Linked DNA regions of Mus musculus: all the other regions are linked to region 2. The links are chromatin contacts, called in public Hi-C and HiChIP or PLAC-seq maps. All regions are on one chromosome and are shown on one strand. Each heading gives the region's core, a stretch centred on a gene start, on an enhancer-like site or on the middle of the called end of the contact. The rest is flanking DNA. Distances are from core to core; before and after follow the strand shown. Region 1 has its middle 43 kb from the start of Gm30224. Region 2 overlaps 1700029J03Rik (RIKEN cDNA 1700029J03 gene). Region 3 has its middle 23 kb from the start of Gm30224. Region 4 overlaps Runx1 (runt related transcription factor 1). Region 5 holds the start of Rcan1 (regulator of calcineurin 1). Region 6 holds the start of Clic6 (chloride intracellular channel 6). Region 7 overlaps Clic6 (chloride intracellular channel 6).

Evidence for each region. A called contact is a pair of places that touch in the nucleus more often than the background predicts. HiChIP or PLAC-seq counts read pairs in DNA pulled down with a chosen protein or histone mark.
Region 1: a contact with region 2 is called in a Hi-C map of bone marrow-derived macrophages, with 16 read pairs. The contact joins two enhancer-like sites. A contact is called at or near these places in 11 of 484 Hi-C or Micro-C datasets (B cells, DN2 thymocytes, the N1E-115 cell line and 6 more), 5 of 115 datasets of contacts at active chromatin or transcription factors (T-cell acute lymphoblastic leukemia, bone marrow-derived macrophages, embryonic basal ganglia and 2 more) and 1 of 9 other capture datasets (embryonic stem cells).
Region 3: a Hi-C map of bone marrow-derived macrophages shows a contact between it and region 2, with 15 read pairs. The contact joins two enhancer-like sites. A contact is called at or near these places in 8 of 484 Hi-C or Micro-C datasets (B cells, CD4 T cells, the N1E-115 cell line and 4 more), 4 of 115 datasets of contacts at active chromatin or transcription factors (embryonic basal ganglia, extraembryonic endoderm stem cells, forebrain and 1 more) and 1 of 9 other capture datasets (embryonic stem cells).
Region 4: a Hi-C map of bone marrow-derived macrophages shows a contact between it and region 2, with 11 read pairs. The contact joins two enhancer-like sites. A contact is called at or near these places in 1 of 484 Hi-C or Micro-C datasets (bone marrow-derived macrophages) and 9 of 115 datasets of contacts at active chromatin or transcription factors (astrocytes, cardiomyocytes, embryonic basal ganglia and 6 more).
Region 5: a contact with region 2 is called in an H3K4me3 HiChIP or PLAC-seq map of embryonic hindbrain, with 5 times the contacts expected there. The contact joins the promoter of Rcan1 here to the enhancer-like site in region 2. A contact is called at or near these places in 3 of 39 promoter capture datasets (the HPC-7 cell line, the SN4741 cell line and cranial neural crest) and 3 of 115 datasets of contacts at active chromatin or transcription factors (embryonic hindbrain, embryonic limb bud and embryonic stem cells).
Region 6: a Hi-C map of bone marrow-derived macrophages shows a contact between it and region 2, with 20 read pairs. The contact joins the promoter of Clic6 here to the enhancer-like site in region 2. A contact is called at or near these places in 1 of 15 datasets of contacts at CTCF or cohesin (the NIH/3T3 cell line), 1 of 484 Hi-C or Micro-C datasets (bone marrow-derived macrophages), 6 of 115 datasets of contacts at active chromatin or transcription factors (bone marrow-derived macrophages, craniofacial prominence, embryonic basal ganglia and 2 more) and 4 of 9 other capture datasets (adipose tissue, embryonic stem cells, liver and 1 more).
Region 7: a Hi-C map of bone marrow-derived macrophages shows a contact between it and region 2, with 19 read pairs. The contact joins two enhancer-like sites. A contact is called at or near these places in 12 of 484 Hi-C or Micro-C datasets (the MNK3 cell line, bone marrow-derived macrophages, cerebellar granule neurons and 8 more) and 2 of 115 datasets of contacts at active chromatin or transcription factors (embryonic basal ganglia and extraembryonic endoderm stem cells).

The regions. Positions count from the first base shown.
Region 1 is chr16:92,550,941-92,554,850 of GRCm38.p6, reverse strand. No RefSeq gene overlaps it. Among named protein-coding and RNA genes, the nearest start is that of Gm30224, 43 kb to the left of the region's middle. Within about 2 kb of position 1,595, at least 31 of the 459 cell types and tissues checked have an H3K27ac peak or open chromatin away from gene starts, as enhancers often do. A contact at or near this core is called in bone marrow-derived macrophages, where this site is marked.
Region 2 is chr16:93,426,692-93,431,007 of GRCm38.p6, reverse strand. The region is part of intron 1 of 1700029J03Rik (RIKEN cDNA 1700029J03 gene); the gene reads left to right. Among named protein-coding and RNA genes, the nearest start is that of 1700029J03Rik, 30 kb to the left of the region's middle. Within about 2 kb of position 1,362, at least 6 of the 459 cell types and tissues checked have an H3K27ac peak or open chromatin away from gene starts, as enhancers often do. A contact at or near this core is called in bone marrow-derived macrophages, where this site is marked.
Region 3 is chr16:92,571,655-92,575,597 of GRCm38.p6, reverse strand. No RefSeq gene overlaps it. Among named protein-coding and RNA genes, the nearest start is that of Gm30224, 23 kb to the left of the region's middle. Within about 2 kb of position 2,532, at least 45 of the 459 cell types and tissues checked have an H3K27ac peak or open chromatin away from gene starts, as enhancers often do. A contact at or near this core is called in bone marrow-derived macrophages, where this site is marked.
Region 4 is chr16:92,607,572-92,611,534 of GRCm38.p6, reverse strand. The region is part of intron 7 of Runx1 (runt related transcription factor 1); the gene reads left to right. Among named protein-coding and RNA genes, the nearest start is that of Gm30224, 13 kb to the right of the region's middle. Within about 2 kb of position 1,849, at least 135 of the 459 cell types and tissues checked have an H3K27ac peak or open chromatin away from gene starts, as enhancers often do. A contact at or near this core is called in bone marrow-derived macrophages, where this site is marked.
Region 5 is chr16:92,464,753-92,469,021 of GRCm38.p6, reverse strand. Rcan1 (regulator of calcineurin 1) reads left to right here and starts at 2,853. Exons shown (of 4, transcript NM_001081549.2): 1 at 2,853-3,189. The coding sequence starts at 2,944. It overlaps Gm46555 (a long non-coding RNA gene), which reads right to left. Exons shown (of 4, transcript XR_003951847.1): 4 at 3,188-4,269.
Region 6 is chr16:92,496,601-92,500,340 of GRCm38.p6, reverse strand. It overlaps Clic6 (chloride intracellular channel 6), which reads right to left and starts at 2,194. Exons shown (of 6, transcript NM_172469.3): 1 at 784-2,194. The coding sequence starts at 1,887. It overlaps 2410124H12Rik (RIKEN cDNA 2410124H12 gene), which reads right to left. Exons shown (of 3, transcript NR_165041.1): 3 at 2,971-3,291.
Region 7 is chr16:92,518,699-92,523,006 of GRCm38.p6, reverse strand. All of the region lies in intron 1 of Clic6 (chloride intracellular channel 6), which reads right to left. Among named protein-coding and RNA genes, the nearest start is that of Clic6, 23 kb to the right of the region's middle. Within about 2 kb of position 2,771, at least 16 of the 459 cell types and tissues checked have an H3K27ac peak or open chromatin away from gene starts, as enhancers often do. A contact at or near this core is called in bone marrow-derived macrophages, where this site is marked.

The DNA.
Region 1 (3,910 bases), core at 346-2,845, 880 kb after region 2:
CCTCCCTTCCTGTCCTTATCACTCAAAGAGCCAGTCATGTACTGACTTCCATGTCAGAGCAAGAGCTTCCCCTGCCCGTGTCACAGTGCCCTGGTATCTCCTGGAGGAAGGTTTAAACCCAGTGGATCCGTCCATTCCAAAATGTGCCCAACATGAGAAGGTAAGCTTGGGATGAGGGTGTGAAGTGGACATTTCCTTGGTAGTTGACATTTCCAACAGAGGCCACTGCTGGCCTCTCCAAGAAACACATTTTGAGAATATTCGCCACGACCCATGGTCATCAGCTATGACCAGATAAGAGACTAGGGATACGTAATCCAAGCCCTCAAAAGACCCTTGAGTCATCCTCGGTGATAAGATCTTAGGTGACTCAGAACGACGACCACTGTTCACATCATGGAGCTCAATTCTAGTTGTTGCTGGGCCCCAAGGAAGAACTGAGTACAAGGGAAAGAAACAGAGACCAGATAACACACCAATGCGGAAAGCTGACTTGAAGAAAGCCAGGCCAGTTTGCATGGGGAACTGGAGCCTAGCCTAAGCTGGGATGACATCCTGAGGTCCAGGCTCTGAGGGACACTAACTCCGTAAGAAGGAACTGTGTCACCCTCCATACATCCCAGTATTAGATCCATCTCAATGCCACGTGGTCCTTCCTGGCCTCCTGGATGCCTTCAGATACTTTCCCAGAAAGGAGTATCTACCGTGCTCATTAGCATCACCAAGCAGGAGGTGTCTCTTCCTAAAAGGATCTCCACCTGTGACAAGCACATGAGGACACATCAGTTCCCAGACATCTTCATGGGAGAAGATTTACTAAGCTAGTTCTCTTGTCTCAAAATAAAAAGCCAATAATGAAATGTCTACCTTCAGAGATGGTGATGGGAAACCATGTTCCATGTGGTAATCTTTAGGGGGTGATGATACAAAAGCAAGCCTGCCTGGCAGGGGAGGACAACGACCCTGATGTCATGGACAAGACTAGAATTATAGATAGCAGAGGCTGGGGGCACTGGAGAGAGAGGATGATAACCAGTCAGTTCTGCAAGTTAGAGCTGGGAAGGCAGAATACAAATACGTCCTGGTCCTTTGATACACAGCAAGGAGATCGGAAACAGCACCACATCAGACACACCTCACACCTGGAAGAAATGGTTTGGATTATTCTCATCAAAAAGAAGAGAAATACCCTAATTTGATTATTACTCAACATATAAAATGTATCAAGCCTATAAAGATAGGTCCAATTATGTATCTATTAAAAATAAAATTCTTAGAAGGTAGAACTTCAACACTTTGGGACTGACATTCAATGTGTTTCATAGAGGACCCATTTGTCACTGTTGAGTCAGAATTGTCAGGTTCTAACCCCTCGGCTGCCTTCCAGCTCTGCCAGCCCCTGAGACCAAGCCTTGGGACCTCTGGGGACACTGACAACCAAGAACTGAAAGCTCAGGTTCATAAGGAGCATCCCCAGGGATGGAGCACAGCACCTGACTGTGAGAGACCAGAGCTGAAAAGTACAGGCAGGGTAATTCAGTCTGCTGGGCACGTCTCTTCTCTTTCCTGGGTCTTGTAAACGTTTCTCAGCTGAAGCTATTCAGAAAATGAGTGACTAAGGAGACAACCATCAACACACTAGACATTTCCTCTGCCCTTCCTCTTCTGAGTCTCCCAGAATTCTGGCTGCTTCAGGGAGCTGAGTTTCTCTTCAGATCTGCAGTCACCTATAATGGTGGCTCACTATCTGGAAGATAAGAGAGAGAGCAGCTGAGGTTCAGACGGCAGAAATACGGCTTGTGCCTTGCTCGGCTCGTCTTGCTCGGCTCGTCTTGCTCGGCTCGTCACGCGTATTATCTGCTGGAGGAAGTGACTCAGACTGGATGTGAGTGCCCTGTGCTTCGTTATGGCTTCTGAAGTGATCTGGACTCAGACAAGACCCCTTCCCAGGCTCTTTTGAGGGACTTCTTTTGGGGAGGGATGAGAAGCACCCAGGACGGTTACTGTTAAAATTATTTGGGAGTTGTGTAGCCCTCCGCAATACTGCTCTGTTCAGAGTCAAAATGATTTCATTTCCATTTCTTCTCTCAAAGTCAAAATAACAGGTGAGGGACTTGGAGAGGAAAGGAGGCTAGTTCTCCATCCAACCAGCACTGACCCAACTCCCAGCCTACCAGGCCCTGGTCAGCATACGGTGGCCTATTTCCTTAACATTTCAACGGTTGCACAAATTCTTAACACCACCACCACCATCCATCCATCCACCCCACAAATTTTGTGTTCACTGTGTCCGATGCAAAAACTAAGCACAGTGTCTTGGGAGAAAGCCTGATAAACGCTTTTGCCCGTTTTTCATGTTTTCCTGTATTTTCATGAACATCTTTATCAGAGTTCCAAGAGCTGAGCGGGGTGTTGGGGGAAGAGGTGGGGGGGGGATCTTTTACAGATGAGCAAACTAAGATTCAACAAAATTAAATAACTCGCCGGAGGCTACACAGCTCTTTCCCCAGTCATCTTGAGTCACAATTAACTGTCTGGATCCCAGAAAGAAATTGCAGACCAACCACTCGACTACGGGAAATGAGCCGTCTAGAGGTGGCTGCCCTTAAAGGAATGTGGACGGCTGTCTGGGAGCTTCAGCACCCGTAGTGACCACACTCGGGTACCTCCAACCACTCACAGCTCTGGGAGTGTTTAAAAGGACGAAAGGCTTATTCCAAGTAAGCCTTTTATTATCTGAAAGTTCAGAGAGCACGCTAAATACTGCTGGCCAACTGTTTATGAGCACGAACCATCCAAGTTAATCCAAAATGTTCTGCATCTCTGCTTGGGTCAGTGCAAGACACTGCCAAAAGAGACTGGCATTGACCATTGAACCAGAGCCTGTCTCTAACAGAGTTTAAAACAGCCATTGTGCGCACATGCCCCTTCGGGGCCCTATAGATTGCTCTGTTTACTAAATTTCCATTGGCTTCTGGTTTGTATTTTTCTTTTTTGTGCTCAACAAAGGATATATTGTTCGTTACTCAGATCCCTTGATTAAAAAATCCAAGTGTTGAGTAATCGCACTGTTCCTGGCTGTGCTAACCCCTCCCCCTGTTCCCTGATTCTCATCTACTTCAACTTCCTTCTCCATCCATCTCATGGGGAGTGGATCTGAACCCACATCTGTTTGATGTTACTGATACCGCCATACACACATGTGCCCGTAAAAAAGAATCCCAGAAAGACTCGGGGAGGGATGGGGAGATGGGAAGAGAGGGCTGGGTTGCTGGGAACCATCATTCTCCTGATCTTGTCTGCAATGCATGGTTCCACAAAAATTAGCTTCAGGCGTTAACTATTAATGCTGCCCTGGGTTTTAGGTAAGAATTAAATGGCCTAGTCGTTGTTAGTTTGGAAGACAGCCAAGACTGGCCAGCTGCCATCGAGCACCCTGGGAAGACAAGCTTGTATCCCAGACAGTAAGGGCAACACTCGCTATAGTGGGGAGTCACTACTGGGACATGGAGCCCCTATCAGGCAGAAAGCACAGAGGTGCCACAGCAACCTCTGTGTTAGAGGTTTGGTGATGGCATCCTGGAGGTGGTCCTTGTACAAACACAGCTCAAATTTTACCCATGAGCATCCCTGTCATTCACACTATGAAAACTGAAATGGATCTTCAGACGTCTCTGAAGTGCCAGGAAGAATCTCTCAGAAAAGCGATCGCTGCTACCAAGCCAACAGGTGATGTAATCAGCCCAACCAGACAGGGCAACCCCGAGATGTCTCTGAAAGATGAGACACTTTTCTTTATCAAGATGTCCTGGGGGTAAATTTAAACACCTCCCCCATCTCAGCCATTTCAGATCAAGTCACTATTGTTTTCTAGAAAGTTCTTAGGAAACCAAATTAACGCCTAAACACA
Region 2 (4,316 bases), core at 113-2,612:
TGGCCAGAGCTGGATGTCAAGAGAAAGATGTCACAGCCTTTGATGACCAACTCAGGGGTCTATCATTCACTTACATGAGCAAAAAAAAAAAAAAAGTATCTAAGTAGCAACTTTTATGGACAATGGGAAGGATCTGTGTTTCTAAGTCAACGGGTATCACTCCTAACTGTCAACACGCTTTCAATAATCGTAAGTGAGTGTGTTTATGACAAAACAAGGTATCAAAGAAACTGCTCGAATACTCTAAGCTCTTGGGACTTGTTTATTAAAGACTCTACTTTGATCAAAGTGTTAGGAAACAGCCCGAGTGTTGAAGGAGCCACTTGGGGGTGATGTTTCAGAGTCAGCTCTGTGACCTTGTGACGACTGAGCCGCACAATACGGTCCTGAGTGGAAGTACACTTTGGAAGCACCTGGCAGGGAGATGGTGTCTTGTTTCCATTTGATGTAGCCTACCACACATCTGATTTCCACTCGCCACAGAGCAGAGCTTCAGATTTGGCGGGCCCCACCCAGATTTCAACACTGACCAAGCTTTTGTATTAAGTTCAGAGTAGGAGATGGTGTGGACAAATAATTCATGTCTTTTGATGGGGAGGGGCAGGGTTGATTTAGGAATGAAATTGTGTGTGTGTGTGTGTGTGTGTGTGTGTGTGTGTGTGTGTGTGTGTGTATACACTTTAAACTACCCATGAAAGGGATTGTATTTGTATCGAACTCTATCAAGTTGTTGATTAAAAAACTAAAAGTGGCCTTTAACTTTCTTACCATGACAGAGATGCCACACCTACAGATGGAGATGGTGAACTATTAATGCTCACATCCCTCTTCCAGCCCATCCTGTAAGAACCACCCATCTCCTTAATTACTTTGTCTGGGCTTAGTCCTATGCATTAGGTAATGTGAGCTAAGCATCCCTGTTAGGATAGAGGGGCCTTAAAATGCCTCCTCTAAGATTTCACTTGAGGGGGATACCTTTGTGGAGACAGGCTTTAAGGTGGACCTCCGCAATTTAGGGCAAAAGTAGACATGGATCATGAGGCAGTAGAAGGGTTTGAGAGGAAATTACCATGGAGATGGGAAGGGCTCAGAGAAAAAGAGAGCATTGCTTGTGACCTAAACATGACAAGGTCTGTTCGGAGCTTTAAACTATTGGGATAAAGGATGAAGGGAGAACACAGAAGAAGTTCCAAAGTTCCTGGTGGACTCTCAGCCTTCACCTTCCCATGATGCACTGGTTAGGTCTAGCCCAAGACTCTTTCTCTCTATCCTCCTCAGTGGAGCAGCTTATGACTACAGCTGGCTGAGACAAGTTTCACAATAATCATATTTAGTAGCTTTTCATAAGTAGGAGGAACAATCTCTTGTAAAGCTGGCTGCCTTCCAGGTTTGTCTTTTAGACAATCAGTTCCTTTTTCGGTCTGTCAGTGTTCAGGTTATTTTGACTGGGAGGGATATGAATCAATACTGTTCTAACAAAACCCCCAATTCCCCGTGAGCCTGTCTTAATCACAAGGGTAAAACACAGAGGCAGACCCCTCCTACCCTGTCAGAATCGCTTTATTTTGATGTGTGGTTTATATGAATGGAACGACTCCAACGAGCCTGAACCGGAAGCTGTGATTTAAACCCTGTTACCCCGGTCTGTCCATGAGCAGCCTGTTTTTCCATACGTATTATTATTAAAGTTTTATCCAAATGTCATGTAGTGTTTATGTTCTTTTGTCCTGGCTTACTTGGTGTATGTAGATCATTAGCGACGTCAACTCATTCATTAGGTCCTAGGTCACAAGAGCAGTATGGCTACCTCTGTCAAGCGAGAACGGCCAGCCCAGGAAGCTGCACACGATATACTTACAACAAGCGTGGTTTTGGAGGTACAGGAGAGGTGTGGAGCAATGTGGACCAGATACATTATCTGTCCAATAAGGGGACCTGAATTTGGTACTTTGATCCTGTCACTGTGACCAAGATTCTGACCAGAAGCAACTTGAGGAAGAATTTAGGCTGGTTCACAGCTTGAGGGATGCAGTCTATTGTGGCAGGGAAGGCAAAGTATAGCGAAAGAAATTCTTATAAATCCTAGCCCGAGGGCTTCCTCCCACCTTAGACTATCTATGTTCCCCGATGAAACAGACTTTATACTTTTAGATAGCCGTAGGCAGCACAGGAGCTGGGCAGCTGCTACTCTCCGTGCCGTTAGAATCCACTTTCCTATCAACAACCCCAAGTTATCACAATTATCATCTACAATGTTCCATCTGGGTTGCTCTTAACTTCAGCTGGGCAGCCGTCTGGGTCACTTTCTTGTGACCCTTAGCTCATGGAAGCTTCTTCTCCCTCCTCTCCTCCACATTCCTCTATTCCACGGTGGCTGGTTTCTCCTTCGTATTCCTGCTGGGGTCCGGGGATGTGTGTTGGTTCAGAGCTTCTTCTTTCTCCTCCCAAGCCCTTGAAACCTCTACCTCACCTATTTTTCTTCTGCCCACCTATTGGCTGTTGGCAGCTTTATTTGCCAATCCCAATCAACTGGGGGCAGGGTCACTCAGTGTCTCACGTGCGTCCTCTTTAGTCTTTGGGGGAATCAGTCTTGGGGTCCCCAAATTAGCATTAGATACAAGCAGCATCAGGCGATCCCCCACCACAAGGCTACAGAAGCTCTGAGAGTCTAGTCACACTACATCCACAAGGGAAGTCAGGAGCAACGCGTTCCTGTGCTCGGCTCACTCTCTCCTTTCAGTCTTGGACACCAGCCCTCGGAATACTGTTACCTTCTCTGGAGGTGGGTCTTCCCACCAAAGTTAGCTCATCTGGAAACTGCCTAACAGCCCTACCCAGAAGTTTGTATCCATGCTGATTCTAGATCCTGTCAATCAAGATTGACCCTCACAGAAGCCTTTGCTGATCTCCGCGTTGCTCTCAATGGCTCTCAAGTCTCTTGGGAGGTATCTAATTTGTGGCTGGTGGGTCATATAATCATCCCTCAAGATCCACAGTGGACTGGTTCCAGGGTCCCCTGTGTATACTGAAAGCACAGAGCTCAAGCCTTTAATGTAAGACGGCCAAGCGTGCACACATAACCCATATCCATCCTGCTGGGTACGTTAAGCCACCACTTGGTTACTTATGGTTCCTAGTGCATGTAAAATGCCATGTAAGCGGAATTCTGTATTGTTTAAGAATAGCAATAATACTCAGCACGTTTTCAGTTTGTACACACTGAGTTGCTTCTGCCATACCTGTGCCCTTACTTCAATGACAGCTCCAGAAAATAATTTCTGGTTTACCTATGGCATGGAGGATTGATGAGGGAGAAGCTGCATAACACAGGCAGTGTCTGTGTGTGTGTGTATGTGTGTGTGTTTGTGGGCGCAGAGCATGACATACCCCTATAGCTAGTGAATCTCAGGGACAGAGACCCCAGAGGCTTTAGAGCAGAGAGGGTCCAGCTCAGGCCTGCTGGGATACAAGGATGTGTATTGGTTCAGTGTCCTTACCTCGTCCTTTCTGGGTCTGTGTGACGCAAGCTGTATGAGGTGGTGTTGGGAGGGTGCCAGGGCTTGCTGGCATTTCAGGACTGACAGGATAGATACTGAGGTTGACAGTGGACTTGGAAAGCCTCTGAGTGACCTGTGCCATAAGGTCTTCAGACTGTCCTCCCGCTGAACTCCAGCATTTTGGGGGCAATGCCATTAGAACCTTCCAGATCATTTGACTGACAGACACATCTCAAGAGCATTTTATTTTTTTCTTCTATCGAAAGCATGAAAAGGAGATTCTAAGGGAGGGGAGGTATATTTCAGCTTCTTAGAAATGAGCCCAAACTTGTAGAATTGAAAAAAAATTGACATTGTGTGTGTATGTATGTATGTATGTGTGTGTATGTATGTGTGTGTATCTGTATGTTTGCATATATGTGTGTGTATGTATGCATGTATGTGTATGTATCTGTATGCATTTGTGTGTAGAATCTGTATGTTTGTGTGTATGCATATGTGTATGCATATATGTGTATGTGTGTATCTGTATGTATGTGTGCATGTATGCATGTGTATATATATATATGTATGTATTTATGTGTATGTATATATATGTGTGTATGTATGTTATATGTGCGTATGTATGTGTGCAAGTGTATATATGTGCATGTGTACACATGTATGAGTGTGTATGTAGGTCAGAATACTTTTTGCAGGAGTTAGTTTTTTCCTACCAGTTGCATCCCAGGGGTTTGAACTCAGGTCACCAAGCTTGTAGGCAAGCACTTTTACTCCCGTAGCTATCTCAGCAACCCAAATTAAAATAAAAGGAAACAG
Region 3 (3,943 bases), core at 1,283-3,782, 860 kb after region 2:
CTGGAGAGAGAGTCTCTCTCTGAAGTGTGCATAGTGTCACAAGTGAGGGAACTGGAGAGGACATGGAGGCTTGGTGGGGGATGAGGGGGGTGGGGTTGGGGGAGGGTGGGGCTGGGAGGAGGGGGCTGGAGGGAGGGTGGAGACTGGAGAAGAGGATGAAGGTGGAGGCCAGAAGCAGAAAGATGAGGACAAACAGTAGGTCTGTGAGAACAATCTAAGGATTTGGTGCTCCATGAGCCAAAACAAGGGTGCAACCTACAGGGAGATTACAAAATGAAGGTCACAGGGTAGCTCTGGATTAATTCCCATGATGCGGAATCAAAGACAGTAGAATGGAAAAGAAAGGGCTGTGACACACAGAGGTGACACACAGAAGCCCGTAGCAGTTCATAACTTGCTGCTATGTTTCAGTGTGTGCATGGAATTCTCACACACATGCATGATCATGTGTACAGTCACATTTGTGCTTGCATACATGTTACATGGTCAAACATACACAAGCATGTGTGTGTGTACATATAAGCTTGCATATATGTTACATGGTCACACATACACTACCATGTATACACGCACATTTAAGCTTGCATATATGTTACATGGTCACATATACATTAGCATGCATTTAGATCTTTGTGTGTATGACATCTATATGTTTGTATGTATATTATGTATGTGTGTGTGTGTTATGTGGATGTGTGTGCATATGTGTTTCCATGTGTAGGTGTAGAAGCATTCATGCCACAATGTATTCCTGGGGTGTGTTGGTTTTCACCTTCTACCCTGATTGAGACAGGGTCTGTCTGTTGATTGCTACCATGTTCACCAAACAAATTAGCCCACAAGCTCCTGGGAAATTCTCCTGCCTCCACTTTTCATCTTACTGTAGGAGCAGGAGGAGTGCAGATGCTTTCTACCACACCTGGGGCAGCAGGATTATAGACATGTGCTACCACACCTGAAGCAGCAGGATTGCAGATGCATGCTACCACACCTGGAGCAGCAGGATTGCAGATGCATGCTACCACACCTGGAGCAGCAGGATTGCAGATGCATGCTACCACATCTGGAGCAGCAGGATTGCAGATGCATGCTACCACACCTGGAGCAGCAGGATTGCAGATGCATGCTACCACACCTGGAGCAGCAGGATTGCAGATGCATGCTACCACACCTGGAGCAGCAGGATTGCAGATGCATGCTACCACACCTGGGGCAGCAGGATTGCAGATGCATGCTACCACACCTGGGTTCTTGGGATTCCAACTCAAGCCCTTATGTGTACATCGTAAGTACTTTATCCACTGAGACATCTCTCCAGCCCATGATGCTGTTTCTTTACTGCGAGTTTCTGTGGACTGACATGTTGATGTGGATACTCCCAAAAGAATGTAGACGTGATTTGAGGGTTAGTTTAAGGGAGGTGTCTAGCAGGGAGGAAACAATGAGAACATCTGAGGGACCACTGAAGGCAAGGACCCTGGGATGCAGAGGGTGACAGGAGACAGACAATGGGGGGCTGCCAGTCCACTACAAGGAAGAAAGGCAGCCACATGAGGCTTAAAGAATCAGAGAACAGAACACCCCACAGGTAGCATCCTGGGCCCAGGGCAGGAATGTGGTGGCCCCTTTCTTGGTGACAGACAAGTACCAACTCCTTCTGAAGGGATGGGACAGGAGTGTGTACAAGCATGACAAGCTACCTATAGGGTCAAGGAATTTATAATCACACACTTACTTGAACTAAAATTCTGACATTTGGGGGTGGGGGATGTGATGACTAGAAGATGCATTTTCTGCAAACCTCCTTAAGATAGCTCTCCCAACATTCATGTATATGTACGTGTGTCAGCAAACATGGTTGTTTTTTTTTTTTTTCATTTTTCCCCAACTATCACTATTCTGTGACTATGGCCTTATTTGGATAGGTGTGAGTAATTTAAGGATCATAGGATGAGATCACACTGTATTTATGGTGGATCCTAAGACCAGTGACTAATGTCCTAAAAAGAGGAGGAGATCTGACCCACCAGAGAGATGACAGGAAGACAGAAGCAGAGACAGAGCGATATGTCTCCGAGCCACAGGACCCCAGCAGATTCCAGTTGTCACTGAGGGCCAGGAAAGCTGTTTAGTGTAGATTTAGCCTTTGAAAGAGACCGGACCACGTGACCATCAGATGACAGCTGATTCCAGACATCTGGCCTCTGACCTCCAGAACTATGGGGAGATGACTTCCTGTTGCTTTAAGTTACCCAATTTGTGGTAGTTTGTTGCAGCAGCTGTAGCAAACTTACCCAGTGAGAATAGTAAAGTAGTTCAAAGGAAGGCTGAGGATGGGGAGTCAGGATCAAGCCAGTGGCCTGCCTGGGTATACCCACTTCTCCCAGTGAGAAAGAAAGGAAAGAGCAGAGGAGAAATGAGGGAGAAGGAGAAGGGAGGAGGGAAGCTGGGAGAAAGAGGGAAGTAGGGACAGGAAGGGAAAGGAGACATGCCAAACATCACAACACTGGAGAATTGACCTTGGCCAGAGCTATGTGACTTCAATGGTTTGCGTGGCTGACTCCTCATTCTCTTAGCAGCAAATGGCTAGCTAGGACTGAGTCCAGACCCAGCCTGCCTGGGTTTGAACCCTAAGGCTTTGGAACATCTGGTCTACCTGTGATTCAGTGTCATCATCTGCAAAACTGAAATGCCAATGACTCCTCCTGCCCTGGGTGGATTTGAGGATCATAAGGTCTCCTTGTATGCATTACAAATGATGTGTGTGAAATGAACAGAGCCATGGTGGCAACAGAAATCTTATTGTCCCTGCAGGGGCTCAAGAAACATCATGAAAGAGTGTATAGAAAGAATGTAGAAGCTGGATGACGGAGTGGAGGCCTATGCAGTGGTGTGGGGAGGCCTGTGCAGTGGTGTGGGGAGGCCTGTGCAGTGGTGTGGGGAGTGCTATGCAGTGCTGTGGGGAGTGCTATGCAGTGCTGTGGGGAGTGCTATGCAGTGCTGTGGGGAGTGCTATGCAGTGCTGTGGGGAGTGCTATGCAGTGCTGTGGGGAGTGCTATGCAGTGCTGTGGGGAGTGCTATGCAGTGCTGTTGGGAGGCCTGTGCAGTGCTATCTTCTGGTGTGTCATGGCTGCAGCACTCGTGAGCTTGCAGCAGCTGCAGTGCCTGCATAGGTTCTGCATAAGACTGAACCATTAGACACTCAGTCACAGGAGGGGAGGGGCCTCTGGGGCTCAGCCCAGCCAGGCCCTGGGGTAGCTGGTAGAACAGAAACCCTTGTTTTCAATACTGTCTTCAGAGTGAGTCCCTCACACCCCAAGAGACAACATGACACCTGTGCCCATGCCCATGCAGGTAGCCCCTTATTAAACCAAGTGGGTCACAACTTAAAATAAGAACAGGACCAAAGTAAGGGTAAGAGGCTGGTGCAGAGCAGAGCCGGGTGGTGGTGGTGCATGCCTTTAATCCCAGCACTTGGGAGTGATTGTAGACCAGCACCTTGTCTACAAAGTGAGTTCCAGGACAGCCAGGGCTACACAGAGAAACCCTGTCTCGAAAAACCAAAAAAAAAAAAAAAAAAAAAAAAAAAGGCTGGTGCAAGGAGAGGTGTGTGTGTGTGTGTGTGTGTGTGTGTGTGTATTTGGAGAAAGAGAGAGAGAGAGTATAAGTGACCTGAATGTATCATATGCATATACAAACCTGTCAGATAAAGTAGGTTATTGTTAAGTGGGCTACAAGGAAGATGGTGGGTGATGAAACGATTAACCACAGCCTCAGTCCCAATGTGAGTGTAGCCCAGCAGATACAGAACTAACCTGGTGAAGCCTTCCAGACCCACGCCATGGATGGGATACAGTACCAGCACAGCCTGCCTGGTGACAAAGCTGGTGGGGTGGGGTGTCTTAGAGTTTCATTGCTGTGGAGAGACACCATGACCAAGAC
Region 4 (3,963 bases), core at 600-3,099, 820 kb after region 2:
ATGTGTGTGTGTGTGTATGTTTATTAGTTGAGTGCAGGGAGTGCCACCCATATACACATAGGACTAGGGACATTCACTACCACAATCTATCCGCAGCCACTGTCACACAAAGTAAAGTAAGTATCAGGTCTAATTCACGGCTATATGATCCGGACTTCAACAATACAAGCTAGAAGGAAAGGTATTTATTTAATAGTACAGGAAAGAGAGGGGGGAAGAGAGAGAGAGAGAGAGAGAGAGAGAGAGAGAGAGAGTTCGCCAGGACCCAAAAGTGACCCTCTGCTGCCCAGTAGGGAAGACCAGAGAATGACAAACAACTGGCATAGAGTGAGCCTCAACTTGGCAAAACTCCCTCTAGAAACCAAGCCCCGAGCACAGGCCTCAAAAGCCTGTAATGTGTTCTCATAAACCTGGGCCAGAGAGGGTAGGTAGGGTCCCTGAAAGGAAGAGGCTGTCAGGCCCACAGCTTGTCAGCCGAACTTGACCCCTCTGTGGCTGATGTGCCTTCTAATCCCACCAGTGACAGCTTCGAGTTCTGGGCTTTCAGCCTCCCCCAGCCCGACCTGCCTAGCTGCTCAGCACACACACATGCGTTCTCAGCAGACGGGCCCTGTCTGTCTCTGTCCCTTGCAGACAGACAGACTCCACACCTTGTCTGAAAGGAGCTGCCACGTGAAGGTTTATCTTTCCTCCTCATTTCTCTTCTTCCTTTATTTTACCCTCTTCCTTTTCTTTTGGTTAATTAATGTCTAGCTGCCAACCTGGGCGACAGACAGCGCATACTAATCTGAGTCACGCAGGAGAGCCTTTTAAGGCGGTCATTATCTGCTCAGGTTGTTTAATCCTTTGGGGGCAGTGGGAGGGGCCTGGGGTGGGACCTCTTTCATCCACATCAAGCTTTAGAGCCAAGACTCTGCGCTCTGTCAAGGTAGAGACTTAGCACCATAGAGGGAGAGACACTGCCAGTGAAAGTGGCTGAACCTTCTAATCCTCACACTTCCTACTTTTAAAGTCTCCCCATGAATGGGAGAGGGGGCAGTTGTCACCTGAATTGAGTGGGTGGGGGCGGCGTGCACCGGACTAGCCAAAAGAATAGAGGAGCCGTAGTTGGGTGATGTATAAATTCTGTGTGACTGCTGATGTGTAAGGAAAGAGGTTAGACAGGATTTAAAAATGAAAACACGGGGAGCTGGTGAGGTAGCTCAGTGGTTAGGAACCTTTGTTGCTCTTCCCAGGCCCCCCACATTAGCCCGCTCACAGCTGCCCATAACTCCAACTCGAGGGCATCTCTCTCCTTCCTCCAGTGTCTGCAAGCACACACACACACACACACACACACACACACACACACACACACACACATGCGCGCGAGCACCTAACTAAAAATAAAATAGCTGTAAATGAGAACACGTATTCGAATAGAGCACTTGAATTTGAACATATCTAAAAGGCCCATGTCTTTTTTATTACAGAGCGTATACAAAGCGAGACAGGGAGGGATGGAAGGAGAAGGGGAGGAGGGAGAGAGAACCTGACCTCTCGTAGAAAGACGCCACACTATCTCAGATCTTCCACATACTCTGCCCCCAGCAGCTGAGACTGTAACATTACTCCTGCGCTTATGCCCATGACAAATCACGGACTCACTCGGGATTCCGGTAACGTGGTACCATTACCACATTACCATGTAAGAACTGGGACAGACTGGCAGAGCATGTTCAGACACGGCTCTGAAACGTGGTGACCTCTCCTTCATTTTTTTCCAGTGGATTCACCTTTTTTGTCTCAGGACAAATGAAGCAAGAGGGATAATGGGCAGAGTCACTTGTTTGTGTCCAGTGTATTGCATCAGATGACAACAGGCCGATTGTGTGTGTGCCTAATGCTCTCCCTCCTGCCTCGGCTTCTCCCTAGACTGTATAAATCTAACTGGAAAAAAAAAATGGAGTAGAGCTTCCTGTTAACTCTCAAGCATGTCATGGCTCTCTGTAAGCAAAACAAGTGACACAGAGTTTGCTCATAGAGGTCCCCGGTGAGGGCGCAGAGATGAACCCTGAGGAATGAGGTGTGGCCTGCTGGCTGGAGGAGAGGCTAGAGGGCAGCCTACCAGGGCAGCCTACCAGAGCCACTGTTGGTTTACAGCCTTTGCCTGCCCACATGTCTGACTTGCTTTGAAAAGATTAACAGGAGTGTTTGTTTGAAAGTCAGACTCCTGGTTTCCTCATTAGTAGAGGGATTTGCTGCAGACTTGGGCTGTGCTTATAAACTCTAATTACCTCTCTGATGAGGAGTCTATTTCTCTCACATTCAGCCCAAATGTACACAAGAGTTCCTTTTGTAAAATCGTGTTAGAGCAATAAAAGATTATTGAGAGGGGGTGGAGGGGGAGAGGGAGAAACAAGAACACAAGCCCGAGCTCTCCGTGCTGAAATAATAGGCTTGGAACAGAAAGAAGTTGATCACAGCCCATGCCTTCCAAAAAAAAAAAAAGATTAATCCACCCGGGTAGCTTTCCTTTCAAAGGAAGCTTTTCGATCCCCTCAAGTTTCTCTCTAGCAGGCTCAACTCTGTACCTGAATTTGAGAATTTAACATTTTGAACACTTAGTTCGTGCCTCTGCCCTGTGTTGTTGCTGCTGCTGAGCCGTGCTGGTGCGAACAGTATAGTCGCAGCCTGCCCTCCTCTGACTGACAGACACAAGCTACCCGAAACACCGTCCTAACTCACTGTGGCAGCTGGTGGGCGGATGTGCATCCCTTCCTAACCATTCTCAGTTATTTCGCAATGTCTGGAGATTCTTTTGGATGTCAAAGTAGCGGGCAGGGGGTCGGCAGGGAGGCCACTAGAGGCATCTTGTGGGTAAAGAAGGAAGATGCCACCAAACAGTTATCAGTCTCCAAACACCCGCTAGACATAATACAGCCCAAAGATGCCAGCAGTGGCACTTTTGGCAAGGGAACCCTCCTGTCCCTCCTGTCCCCTGGTCTGCCTCAAAGGCAGCATGCACACGTGCCAAGTGCAGAGGGAGCCGGTGAAGCAAGGGCAGTCTGTAGAACTGTAAATTCAAAATGAATCTTGTAAAGAAAGTCTGTCATTTCTGGACAAAACAAGTTTTGCTATCCATTTGTGTTAGAAGCTAGTGAGTGACACAGCAGCTGGAGCCATGACTCAGTGGTTTAGAGCATGCACTGCTCTGGGGGATGTTGGCACCCACTTCTAGCCTCTGGGGGCACTGCACACACACAGGCTCATAACCACACAAGCATAATCACAAGTAAAATTACCTTTAAGAAGAAAACAGTGACTCAGGTCTTAGATAAAGACGAGACATGAAGTCAAATGTCTAAGGTTACTATAGATGGGAACAAGTCAGAAGGCAGAGACAGAGGCAAGTGATGTGTCAATCACCGACATTCACGTCGTCCCTACCACAACACGCACTGCACCTAATAATAGGAAATTAGCCAACTTTCAAGGGATCAGAGTCTACAAAAATGACAGTTTTCTATTATCCAACCTGACTACTAAGTGCAATGACATAATATTGTTATTATAACATACTTAACATATAATATTCTACTATCAACATATCAGTGGATGCATGACCTCAGTTATTTTAATGTTATGCCATTGTATATTGTTATATTAATATTGTTATGCCAATGTACTGATTATATTAGCAATATACCAGTCAGTATTGATGCTTTCATTAGAGGATAGGCTTTTTTTTCTCCCCCAGTAAAGGACCAAAGAGAAGTTGTTAAGCTTTGGACACTCTGTTGTCCTGGTCACTCAACAGCAATAGGAGCTACTTAGCGCCCATGAAAGTGCACACAGGTGCCAACTTGTGCTATAGGTTGAAGCTATGTCGCAACAGAGTAGAAATACAATTTTTGTGTGTTTTTATTTTTAGTCTTACAACCATTTGAAAAGGTAAAATTCATTCTTAATTCCTAGAACACA
Region 5 (4,269 bases), core at 1,604-4,103, 960 kb after region 2:
CCCGTGCTGCAGGGCTTGACTGATGATCAGAACTAGCATCCTCACTTTGCTTGGCCGCCCAGGGAGGACGAGGCAGAAAGCTCTTCATTCACATCTTAGTAGTGACTGGTAGCACTCTAAAACTAGCTACAGATTACGTTGTCTTTGCCACTTGCCTGAAGTTGTACCCAATTCTCCTGCCTCAAAGCTGCCCCAGAGCGCCAGCTGTGGTGGTACGCTCGACCACGGTTTCTGTCTCCACACTGTGCTCTCTCCCCTCACAGTCTTTGCGCATCAGGCCCGTTCTGCCTGCCACAGACAGCTTAGAGTGAGCCAGTAACGAAACAACGCCCTGCCCCGAGGGTGAACACAACAGACCCACCCAGCAACTGTTTGGCTGGGTGTTGTTTTTCCAAAACTGGGGCCTTGTTCCCTTTGTTATCCTTTTCAGAATGTCTGGCTGGGGATTGCAGAGGGTTCTGTGATGTTGTCCTCTCTGCTGAACTTCAACCTAGTCCCGCGTGGCCTTTATCATATTCTATTTTAGAAATACCGGTTCTGACGAGACAATCGCTTGCTGTAACATTTTCCCTTTAAAGCAGAACCAAGTGATTTTTTCCCAATACACAAGGAATCGGGCAGACATCACCACGATCAGTTTTAGTTGTGACACAGTCTCAGTCACTCCCTGTTTCCCTCCCGTCGGTCCCTGGCAGCCACCGATTATCCTGCCTCTGAGTATTTGCCTAACCTGGACATTTCACACATACATTGTGTGAGTGGCTTCTTTCATTAGCATCATGTCTCCGAGGTCCATCACGGGGTTGGCAACGTTAATACTTCTTTCCCTTGTGTGCGATCCTGGCGCAGCCACTCGCAGGCCACTCCAGTTCTCTGCATGAAGAACAGCAGCGTGAACACGGATGCCGGGAAATGTCATCGGCAGGTCTGTGTGGTGTGGCTGGATGATTTTATTTTTCTTTAGATTATACCTAGAAGAAGAACCTCTGGGTCACATGGTGACTGTAGATTTCCTTTCCCAGGAGACAGGCCTGAGACAGGTCTATTTCTCCCCATCCTCACACCCTCAGGGCTTTGCGAATTATTTCTTCTCTTCCATTCACAAGGGCATCACAAGGACCCCAGGGCCTTACACATGCCATACTTTGAATAAATCTCAGCTCTAGTTGGGTATGATAATAGATCCACTTCCTGACTAGACAGCTTGCCTACTTTAGGAGAAAACACAGACCCAACTCAACACCCCCCTAAAACTTAACTGCACTAGCAGAGGAACACTTACTGGGCGCGTACTGAATCCTTGCCCATATGGGGGATCTGCCTCGCTCTGCAGGCAATTAACAGAAAGGTGAAACCCACACGGGAGTTCTCACTCTGATGAGCTGTCCAGGCACAATGCTCACCTGAGGTCTTGTTTCCCTGTAATGAACCGCCCCCCACCAAACCAAGGCCCAATGTCTTCCCTCATCTCCTACTTCGATGGTTCTCAATCTTCCTAATGCTGCGACCCTTTAATACAGCCCCTCATATTGTGGTGACCCCCCCAACCAGAAAATTATTTTGTTGTTCTGCATCATAACTACAGTTTTGCTACTGTTCAATTGTTGTCTAAATGTCTGATATGTGGGAGATCTATACGCAAAACCCGTGACGGTTCTTGGACCTCCAAGGGGGTCAAGAGCCACAGGTTGAGACCCATTGCCCTCCTGCTACAAGGATTTGAATGAGAAATGTCTCCTGGGAAGTCTGCCATTTGAACACTGGTCCCCAGTTGGTAGTACTGTGTGGGGAGGTCTAGGGAGTTTGGCTTTCCTGGAGGAAGTGAGCCACCGGGGGCAGGCTTTGGTAGTAGAAACAGTTCACCTATCTAGTTTGTTTCTAGTTCCATGTCCCTGCTTCATGGTTGTGGCTGAGATTTGATCTCTCAGCATCTTGCCTCCGGCTGCCATACCTATTACTTAGCCACCACAATGGACACTTATCCCTCTGGGACGCTATATGGAACACTAAGAAACTCTTTTATAAATTGTTTGGTCGTGGTATTTTATCACAGTAACAGGAAAGTAATTGATACACATAGCTTTTTTTCTTTTTCTTGAGATACTAAAGCAGAAAGGGAAGTTTTTAGAGGAAAGAGAGGCAGCCAGCAGAATTGGAGAAAAGGCACGAGGGAGGGCGATGGGAGACAAAATACAGTGTTATCTGTGTATACACAAAATACACGATATATGTATGAAAATAATTATTGAAACCCACTCATTTTGTGCTAAAAAATGCTTCTAATTATCCAAAAATTGGACAGTAACATAATGACTAACACGTTGAACTATAAACATAAGGCCATATCACGATGTTACTCAAGTCTTATTTGTGATTCCGCGACAATATGCACTAAGTATCTAAGCACTGCTAACGTCTACGGAACAGAGCCTCTAACTAGATTTAGTTTAAGTCCTTAAAATTGGCTGCGTGTTTCCAAACGTCGCCGCGTGGGAACCGCAGAAGCTCTGCCTCCGGGTTACCGTTCCACAGGCTAACACCCGGCTTGTGTCCTTCAACAGGCACCGCCAGCTGTCAGAAAAGCAGAACTGGCCAGAGGCCTCTGCCCCTAACAAATATGGCCGCCCCAAGGCTTCAGGCTTAGGGCGGCAGAGTGGGTGTCACGTGACAAAAATCCCGTCGTATTATTGGTCTGCTCTATAGGAAGGGCGGGACTTGATGGCCCGAGTGGGCCGACCTTAAAGGGAACGTTCTTGGGCTCCGCGAGAGCTACGATTCGAGGCCGGCGAGCGCAGGCTGGCCGCCCCTCCCGCGCGGGGCGGAGGCGGACAGGGCGGGCACTGGAAGGCGGCGTCCCGGCGCCGCGGTGACCCCCAGAGGGTGAAGCGGGAGCCGGCGGCCGCGGCGCCGAGTGGAGCGGAGCTAAGGGAGCGCGCGCCGGGCATGGAGGACGGCGTGGCCGGGCCGCGGCTCGGAGAGGTGGCGGAGGCGGTCGAGGCACGGGCGCCCCGTAGGGTGACTCTGCGGCCCTTCGCGCCCTTCTCTGCGGCTGCCGAGGGGGACGGGGGCGGCGGCGGCGACTGGAGCTTCATCGACTGCGAGATGGAGGAGGTGGATCTGCAGGACCTGCCGAGCGCCACCATCGCCTGCCACCTGGACCCGCGCGTGTTCGTGGACGGCCTGTGCCGGGTGAGGACCGGGCCTCCGTCGGGGCGGAGGGCGGACACTTGTTGCGGGGCGCGGCCGGGGCGGGGACGGGCCGAAGCCCTGCTCCAGGGGTCTCAGACACTGGAGACGAGCTTTCTTTTGCACAGCCTACATAGTCCAGGTCGTGTTCTACGGGATCATTGAAGATCAGAAATCAATTCCTCCTCCCAAGTACCATGATTGGTTACTCAGACCTGCCCCATCTCCTTCCCAGGGTGTCAAATTTGTGTGGATTTGGGCGAGGAAGGAACAATTCCTAATGTACTCAGTGACCCTGATGGTGGCATGTCGCTCCTTTAAGGGTGAACTAAATATCCTAAAGGCTTAGGAAAGACTTTCCCCCCAACCGCATTCAACCAAAACTGGCCAATCAACCGCAAGATAATGAGCAGCCAGGATCCTCACCCAAACACTGGCTTTTCTTCCAATAGTGCAGATTGAGAACGCAGAGCGTAGTCTATTTATGAACGGTGAGTCACGTCTGTTTTCTCCGTCCTCCCAATGAATGAGCTGCACCCTTCCTTTGACAGTAAATGCAGGGCAGGGGCTAAACCCCAACGGACCATGAACAGTTCCCTTGGCCACTTCAGGTGATAATTCATCGAGCACTTGCCCTAAAGGCAAAAATGCAATTTGATTCTCTGCTGTATCTTCCGATCCCAGAACAGCCTCACAACAGAATCTTAATAAATGTGGAAATGAGTGACTGGCCAAGTGGGCAGAGCCTTAGACAATGCTGTTCCAGGATACTAGGCACCCAGACAAATGCAGTCTCACTCTGAACTGATCTTGCTTCAGACAGAAAAAGAGAGCCTGAGATCCCTAAAAGAGGTTTGAAGTGCTGGCGAGAGCTCAACCGGCAGAGAGCGATGAGAAAAGCCCCGAGCTGTGACAATTGTTGCTCTCTCTACACAGGATGTCCTGAAGCGTGTGCATAGCCATTGTAAATCCTCTCTGAAAGTAAATGGCCGTATAAATTATAAATAACCAAGACACAGTGGTGTCTCTCTTGGCAGCGACCTTCAGCTCCACTTCATTGACATGTGGACTCAGTGCCAAGGG
Region 6 (3,740 bases), core at 945-3,444, 930 kb after region 2:
TTTTTCTTTTAAACAAAGCTCTTGGTGTGAGCCACTGCTGGACTTTGTCCACTTTTTTTTTTTTTTTTTGGAAGCCTTGTAAAAATGCCTGTTTACACTCAAAACTTCCTCCTTATGTGTCTACAGACTCTTTCAAAAATGAAATCATGGCTTTCTTCCTGACGGAAAGGGAGACCAGAAACATATTACTCAGACAAACGATGTCCAAGTCTCCTGCATCCTGAAATCTGCCAAAGTAAACCTTAAAATGTTCAATAAACAAGACAGTGTATAGGAGACTTCCCAGTGTCCCCTGGACGAGGTTTTGTTTTGTTTTGTTTTGTTTTGTTTTTTCACCTGAAAATGCTGGGCAGCTCTGGGCCTCTGGGAGTTAAGTCTGGGAATTCTCATGTTGAACCTACCTGTTCACATTTTTTCACTCCAAGGATTAAAGCCTTCTTTAGCTGAAACCTTTTGAATACTAATAAGGCTGGTCACTTTTTTTGTTTTCTTCCTAATTCTTAGGAATAGAAGGGCCAGTTAGGATGTTCAGGACAAGGGATAGTGGAGTGTCACCAACCACACACACACACACACACACACACCCCTGACTTCCAAACCTTACATGGTTCATGCTACTGACTCTTGAGATGCTGGGGATGGCCCCTCATACGAGTTAGGCAAACCACTAACCCTCATTCACAGCCCTGACTCTCCTGAAACCCTAGCTGTTCCTTCTGACTGATTGAAGCACTTGAGTACGGTTTTGGTTCTGTGGGTAGGCCCTGGGGGCGCAAGATTTACCTTGACGAAGAGGGTGATGTCGTGCTCCTGTCCCGGATCCCCCTCCTCCAATGCTGGGCCATTCTCCCTGCGGCCGTTCACTCGCCCCAACTCTTCTCCACCCTGGACGCTGGGCTCCTCAGCTAAGTGGTTGCTGAGCTCTGCCTGGGATTCCTCCTCGTGTTCGGTGGATTTGGCCTCCTCTCCATCAAGGCTGCCGTCGGGGGGCTTCTCTTGGATGGCCCCCTCGCAGGGTCCCTTCAACTCGGGTTCTGGCCTCGCTTCTTCCTCCCCGGTCTCCTCCTGGAGCTTGCCCTGGTCCCCATTCTCATGAGCATCTACTCTCGCATCCTCGGAAGCTGCTTCCTCGGACCCGTCTTTCCCCAGGGTCTCCCCTTCCCCCGCGGCGTCTGCGGCCGAAGCGCCCGCCAGCTCCCCGGACTCGTTCCCTCCGATCTCTGTGGTTACAATCTCAATCGCCTCATCCTGGGGCTGAGGGCTGCTTTCCCCTCCACCCTGGGGCTCACTCTCCGACCCAAGTGGCCCTCCTGCGGGTGCCTCTGTGTCCATGTTGTCCCCTGCAAGTCCCTGGACTTCTGGGTTGATCTGCAACCCTAGCGCGCCGCCTCCCTGCGCTTCCTGACCAGATTCTGCCTCTTCCCCTGCCTCTGAGGCCGTGGGGTCCTCGGGCTCCCGGCGAGAGTCCCCAGGGACCTCGGGGGCCTCACCCTGAGAGTCTAACCCAGAGCTCATCCCCTGCACCTGCTGGGCGCTTGGCGCCTCCTCCGCTCCCTGCGGGATCGCGCCCTCGGGGTCGCGCTCCGCAGCCTCCGCTTCACCTGGAGCTCCGCTGGCGCCCGGCGTCTCGGCCTCAGGGCCGGTGCGCGGGTCCTGCGCCTGCGCTCCCCCAGTTCCCTCGTCCTGCCCACAGCCTCCTTCCTCCTTCCCCGAGGCCCTGGCCTCTACGCCCGCCCCCAGGTCCCTAGGTGCCTCTGCAGCTTCCTCGCTCGCTTCCCGCCCCTCCAGGTCCGCAGCTCCTGGCTCTCCTGGTCCCTCGATTGTCGCACCTTCGGGTTGCCCCTGGGAACCTGGAGCGACCTCCTTGGGCTCCGTGGCCTCAGCCATGGTAAAACACCCTTCCTCGACGCTGCTCAGGGTGAGGGGCAGGGGCTGACGTGCCCCCTCCGGGAGGACACCCCACTCGCGGTTCTAGAAGCGAAGGTTTCGCTTGATGCAAAATCTAGAGGGCCCCAAGACTCTATGTCCCTTTTCCCTGTCTTAAGGTCTTTGGGTTCTTCCTCAAGAGTTCCTGTTTCTCCTAAATTCGCGCCCGGACCCCAATCCTTCTGTGCAGGCCAGGGTGTGGGGCTAAAGAACTCAGCTTGCCTCTTGAAGTCTTTGGAAGAGATGGGCTGGTTCCCTGCGGTCTCAAGGGTTGACCAGAAATTCTCAGAGCCAGTTCTCCCCTCTTAGGGCTTGGGCGGGGTTTGTCTTCCCCACCTCCTAGCCACTTTGGGTGGCCTGGGAAGCTAGCCAATGACAGCCTTTCTGCGGCTTTTGTGGATTTTAATGAAAAGACTGATTTTACTGGCCACTTTAGCGTTTTCTGGAACAGCTTCAAGTTTCAGAGCCATTTAAATCACGGTCACATACTTCAGTATTGGATTCCCACCTTACCTCACTTCACCATGAAGGCGACTCTGATGCTGAGTGGAATAGACCCATCCCATCCCTGCCTCAGGTTCCACAGAAAAGGTATTAACCCCAAAGGGAGGAATGGCTGCCCTCCCATTTCTGTGAGTTCCAGGAACCTAAAGATGGAAGGGACAATAGCCTGGCGTGCTTGTTGAGGTGGTGGGGGGAGGGGAGGAGAACCAGACGGATACCTCTCCTTCTCCAGCCCCTGAAGACCCTAAGAATCTGTGCATCCCTCGGACTCAGATTTCCTTACTCATGTCCAGTGCTTGGGTCTCAATATCGTGGTTAGGGCGTTGGGGGTTGAAGGTGGGGGAAGAAAATTCGGGATGGGAAAAAAGGAAGTTATAGAATTAACTGGGCCAGGAGTCCCCCACTATCACCCGTCAAAAACTTCTTTCAGAGAAGTTTTCAAAACTATTCCACTGAATTGATAGAGAGAGGACCTCCCACCCCAAACTGTGAGGCCAGCATTTCCCCCTTATCAAAGGACACACCAACTCTAGACCAATATTGCTGATGAGTATAGATGCAAACATTATTAACAAAACACCAAGGGTTTGAATACAACAGCATATCAAAAAGATCATCCACGGCTATCAAGTTGGAGGTTGGAGGTTGCAGTGGTGGCTCAACACATGCAAATCTATAGGCGCAATGCGTCAAAACAACAGAATGTATGACTTTAAAAATCACATGCAGGCTGGAGAAATGGTTCTGGAATTAAGAGTGTGTACTGCACCCACATCAGGTAGCTCACAACTTCCTCCAGTTCTGAGGATCCAACGCCCTCTTCTGGCTTCAAATGGCACCTGCACTCACATGCACAAACCCCTGCAAGAATAACATATATACAGATGATTAAAAAATAAATAAATCTTTTTTTTGAAACAAAATGTGTTCATCTCAGTAGGTACAGACAAGGCACTTGATAACATTCAACATCCTTTCACAATAAAAGATTTGAATTTTTTTCATAGACAGATAATATCTCAACATAATTTAAATTGGTTGGGTGTTTTGTTTTGTTTTGTTTTGTTTTTGTTTTGTTTGAGGCGAAGTCTCATGTAGCCCAGGCTGGCCCAGAGCATACAATATAACACAGGATGATCTTGAACTTTGACCCTGCCTTTGCTGAGATTACATCACCTCGTCACGTCTCGATAAAATGCTGGAGACTGAACTCAAGACCTCCAAGGATGCTGAGCAAGCACCCGGGAAGGCGTTGCCTAAGAATGATGGAGCCGTGGGGATTTCAGTTTGACTTCTCAGGCTCTTACTGC
Region 7 (4,308 bases), core at 1,522-4,021, 910 kb after region 2:
CTCCATACATCCCTACCCAGCTCTGGGCCGGTCTTCTGCTAAGCTGGACCAAGCAGATAGGAAGCAAGGTATCAGGTGGCTAACATTCCAGCACAGTCCATCTCGGAACACAACAGATACACCTAGTCAAAAGACATCACACAAGCTGGCTGCGAACGAGCCCCTCCCCACTCTCAAAGCCCAGAGTCTCTCTCAACAAAGGCCTCCGTCCCTCTTTGATCTTCTCCAGGGTTCCCTGAATTAAAAACAGACATGAATCTCTGCCTAGGCTGAGTAGGAGAAGTATCCAGGGTCCCCTATGCTGTTGACAGTAGGTGGAAAACAGGTGGCCTTGGAGGGTATCACTCTGAGGAAGCTGGGGCTCAGAAGCATCTGTACCAGCCACACAGGTTGCCATGGGCTGCAGCCCCCACTTCCCAGAGGATACAAAGCTAGAGGCATCTTTTCAAAACAGTAGGCCCGAGTCCCTAAGAAGCCCACACGCCATCCCTGTCTTTTACAGGCCGGATTATGCACCAAAAAGCAGTCACACTGTGAATGTTGCTGGTGACAGTGGTGGCTGTGACCAGGACCACAAGCATAACTTAGACATGCACAGCATTTATTCTGTCCCACTCACTGTTTGAAACGTGTTACTTAAATCACTGCCATTGAGCCTAACAAGGACCTCAGATAGTAAATAGATGTGTGTTTATTATCACCATTTAGAGGGGAGAACGTTAAGACTCAGATAGGTAGAGGAACCTGCCCAGGGCCACACAGCAGCAGGATTTGAATCAAAGAACCTAGGTTGTATATCCAGTTTATAACATGCTAGACAAGTGGAAAAGTCCCCCACCTCCCTGTCCACTCTTTACTTCTCTTTCATCAGAGCCCTTCCAGAGAAAAGCAGAACTTTTCCAGATGACTTCCCTCATCCCTGTCACACAAGGGTTGGAGGTGACTTGCAAGAACCACAGCCAAGGCGAGATGGCTCAGCGGCTAAGAGCACTGACTGTTCTTCTGAAGGTCCTGAGTTCAAATCCCAGCAACCACGTGGTGGCTCACAACGATCCGTAATGAGATCTGACACCCTCTTCTGGTGTGTCTGAAGTCAGCTACAGTGTACTTATGTATAATAATAAAGTAATAAATTCATCTTTAGGCTGGTGTGAGTGGGGTCAACCGGAAATGCAGAGGTTCTGAATTCAAATTCCCAGCAACCACATGGCTCACAACCATCAGTACAGCTACAGTGTACTCATATATACAATAAATAAATAAATAAATAAATAAATAAATAAATAAATAAATCAGGAAGAAAGAAAGAAAGGAAGGAAGGAAGGAAGGAAGGAAGGAAGGAAGGAAGGAAGAAAGAAAGAAAGAAAGAAAGAAAGAAAGAAAGAAAGAAAGAAAGAAAGAAAGAAAGAAAGAAAGAAAGAACCACAGTGACAATAAGAGAATAAGTATCAGAAGCAGGTAAGAAGACCAAAGGACACTGTGGTTGGAAAAGAAGATGGAGCTCTGTTGAGGCTCTCAGCTGAAGCAGCCGGAAGGAGACACCCCACAGCCCCAGGGGCCCCTTTGGCTTTCTTTGACTCTGATACATTGTAACTCCTCTGTCCTCACTGGGAAACTTTCACCCGCCAGGAGGAAGGCAACAGGGCTGATTCTGCAAACCCTCCCCATACCGAGTTCTCTGCAAACCCTCCCCATACAGAGTTCTCTGCAAACCCTCCCCATACCGAGTTCTCTGCAAACCCTCCCCATACGGAGTTCTCTGCAAACCCTCCCCATACCGAGTTCAAAGTGTCCAGCTGATGAAGGGAGCTGACTCTGTGGGGCTGGCCTCTCACATCACACTCAAAAAGAAGGGAGACCTATAAAGCGTGAGCTGTGACCTTTGTCCCCCCTCTGCTTCCAGCTGGGCAGGCAGAGACAAGGTCTGCTGCAGGCCACCACAGCCCCATGTGCCCAGCCAAGGTGTTTTTGACGGCAGTAAAGCTAGTGTTCCTTTTGGTCATAACGAGTTTTCGATAGAAACACGAGGAGTGCTGGGTGCTAAAAGCTTGGGAAAAACTCCCCAACTGGCTTTCCAAGCAGGTCTGCCCTTGACCACAGCTCTCTCCACCACTGATGGATAATGACAAGAATATGGGAAAAGACATTTGAAAACTATTTACTAATACAATAGACGGGGGAAATGACCCTTTAAAGAGGCCAGCTTCCTAATGCACACATCACCTTACGAGGCAGAGAGGGCGGTGTGAATGATATCCAAGCTATACATTTTGAGATGGAGGTGATATCCTGGATGATTAAGTTGGTCCAAGCTAATCATGTGGGTTCCCACAGGGAGACCTTCCCCTAACTGCTATCTGGAAAGTTTTGACCAGGGAAGAATGGTCACAGATGAAATTAGCTCTAACGCTGAAGGGGGAGGTCGTGGGTCCAGGAGAAGAGATGGCTTCGAGCAGCTGGAGAATAAAGACTGTGGACTGTCCCCTGCAGCTTCAACGCCAGTGAGGCAACATCATGCTTGAACCAGAAAGACAATCAAGTAAGAAGCCGAAGTTGCTTAGGCTTTCTAGACTCTAGCAATCTATTACAGTAGAACCAGAAAAAACCTGCAGCTGAAGTTCCCATCGGAAATCCTCGACCTCTGCCCGAGACAGTTTGGCAGGTGATCCTCGAGTCAGACAGAAAGAGGGACAGCCTGTGGCACAGCGGGTGCTGAGCCTAGTTCTAGAAACTTCCTTCATGGAGCTACTCCAGGAAGTTGTGTAATGGCCACAGGGCCCAGGCAAGGTAGGCAAAGCTTCCTTTGTTTGCGGCTGAGAGGATAGCTCTTCTGTGTGAACTCCAGAACTCCCAAAGCTGTTTTGATGTCAACATAGGAGACCTCTCCCATCCTTCCTTCTGGAAGCAATGAATTTTTCTAGCTGGATTCACAGCTTGCCCTCAGAGACCTAGTCACAGAGACAGCTTCAGGAGGGCATTGGTGCCCCCTCGTGGTTACAAGATATAGTCCGTGTGTAGCGCTTGATTCACAAGGGCCCTCAGGCTTTAGGGTCCAACTGAAAACGCCCTTAGGTTTTAACCCCTTTAGGTCATTAAAGTACCCAGATGTCGCCAGACCATGGCAGTGGGTGTCCTCATGCACCAGATTTCAGTGCTAAGCCGTAAATTCTATATCAGGAGGATGAATGGGTCAGTGAAGTTTTGCTGGGCAAGCATGGATACCTGCTGGGGGGCAGAGATGGGAGCGTCCCTGGGGCTGGCTGGGCAGTGGAATCAGCTCTAGGTTCGGGGAGCACATATGCTTCTCAAAACATCAGTGGAGGGAGAGGAAGACAGCTAGTGACCACCCCTAGCCTCCACACACGCCAACATGGGCAAGGGCACACGCCACACACATGCTCATGTGACCACTCCACAGGTACAGGGAAAACGGGGGGCACACACACATGCACATGTGACTACATCACAGGAACATGGGAAACATGGACAGTTCACACACATGCACATGTGAGTATTCCACAGGTACATGGGAAACAGGCAGTCTAGGAAGACCAAAACAAAATGCTCTCCCTAGGCAATAACCTTCTATAGTCTACCAAAAGCTACCAAGGGGATATAGTCTCGCTGTCTTCCAAGCTAACACTGTCCCCAACAAACCTGGGCCCTCACAGTGAGCCATTAAAATACAACTTAACTTGAGACCAGCAAGAAGACTCAGGGCAGCTTGTTAGGAAGATGCCAATTCCAGGAGTGTTCATTATCTCTCACTGAACTTGGAGAGCAGAGACAGAGAGAGAGGTAGGTGAGCAGCATGGCAGGGACGCCGGTGTGCTGGGCAGAGTGAACCCTGAGCACCTTCAAATCCAGCTTCCTCAGTTTGTTCGGAATCCCCTTGCTCGCTCGTTCACAAGTTCTTCAGACTCATCTCTCTCTGTGATGTTTCTAAGTGCTGTGGAGATGAAGGCCCGGTAGCTACTTATTAACAAAGGGGGAAAGGTCCAGGGGCCTCATGATACTCGGGTTGATTTTAGTGGCCAGTGTATGAAGTTCTTTGCTGCTGGGAGCCAGCAATTCTATAGCAACTTTTGTTCCTTAGTAAATCAGAAATCTCTTAAGGGCTCTTAAGGGAGGTAACATGAGGCCAGGGGTGGGGCCTGTGTGGGTCTGGGAATGTTTTCATCTTAACAGGAAAAGATAGCAGAAACCAGTGCTCTGTGGCTAACTGCATACATAAGGAAGCAATGACCACCTACAAGATTTGTGACATTTGGAAAAAATCTACCTAAAACATGGTCCCATAACTTGGCT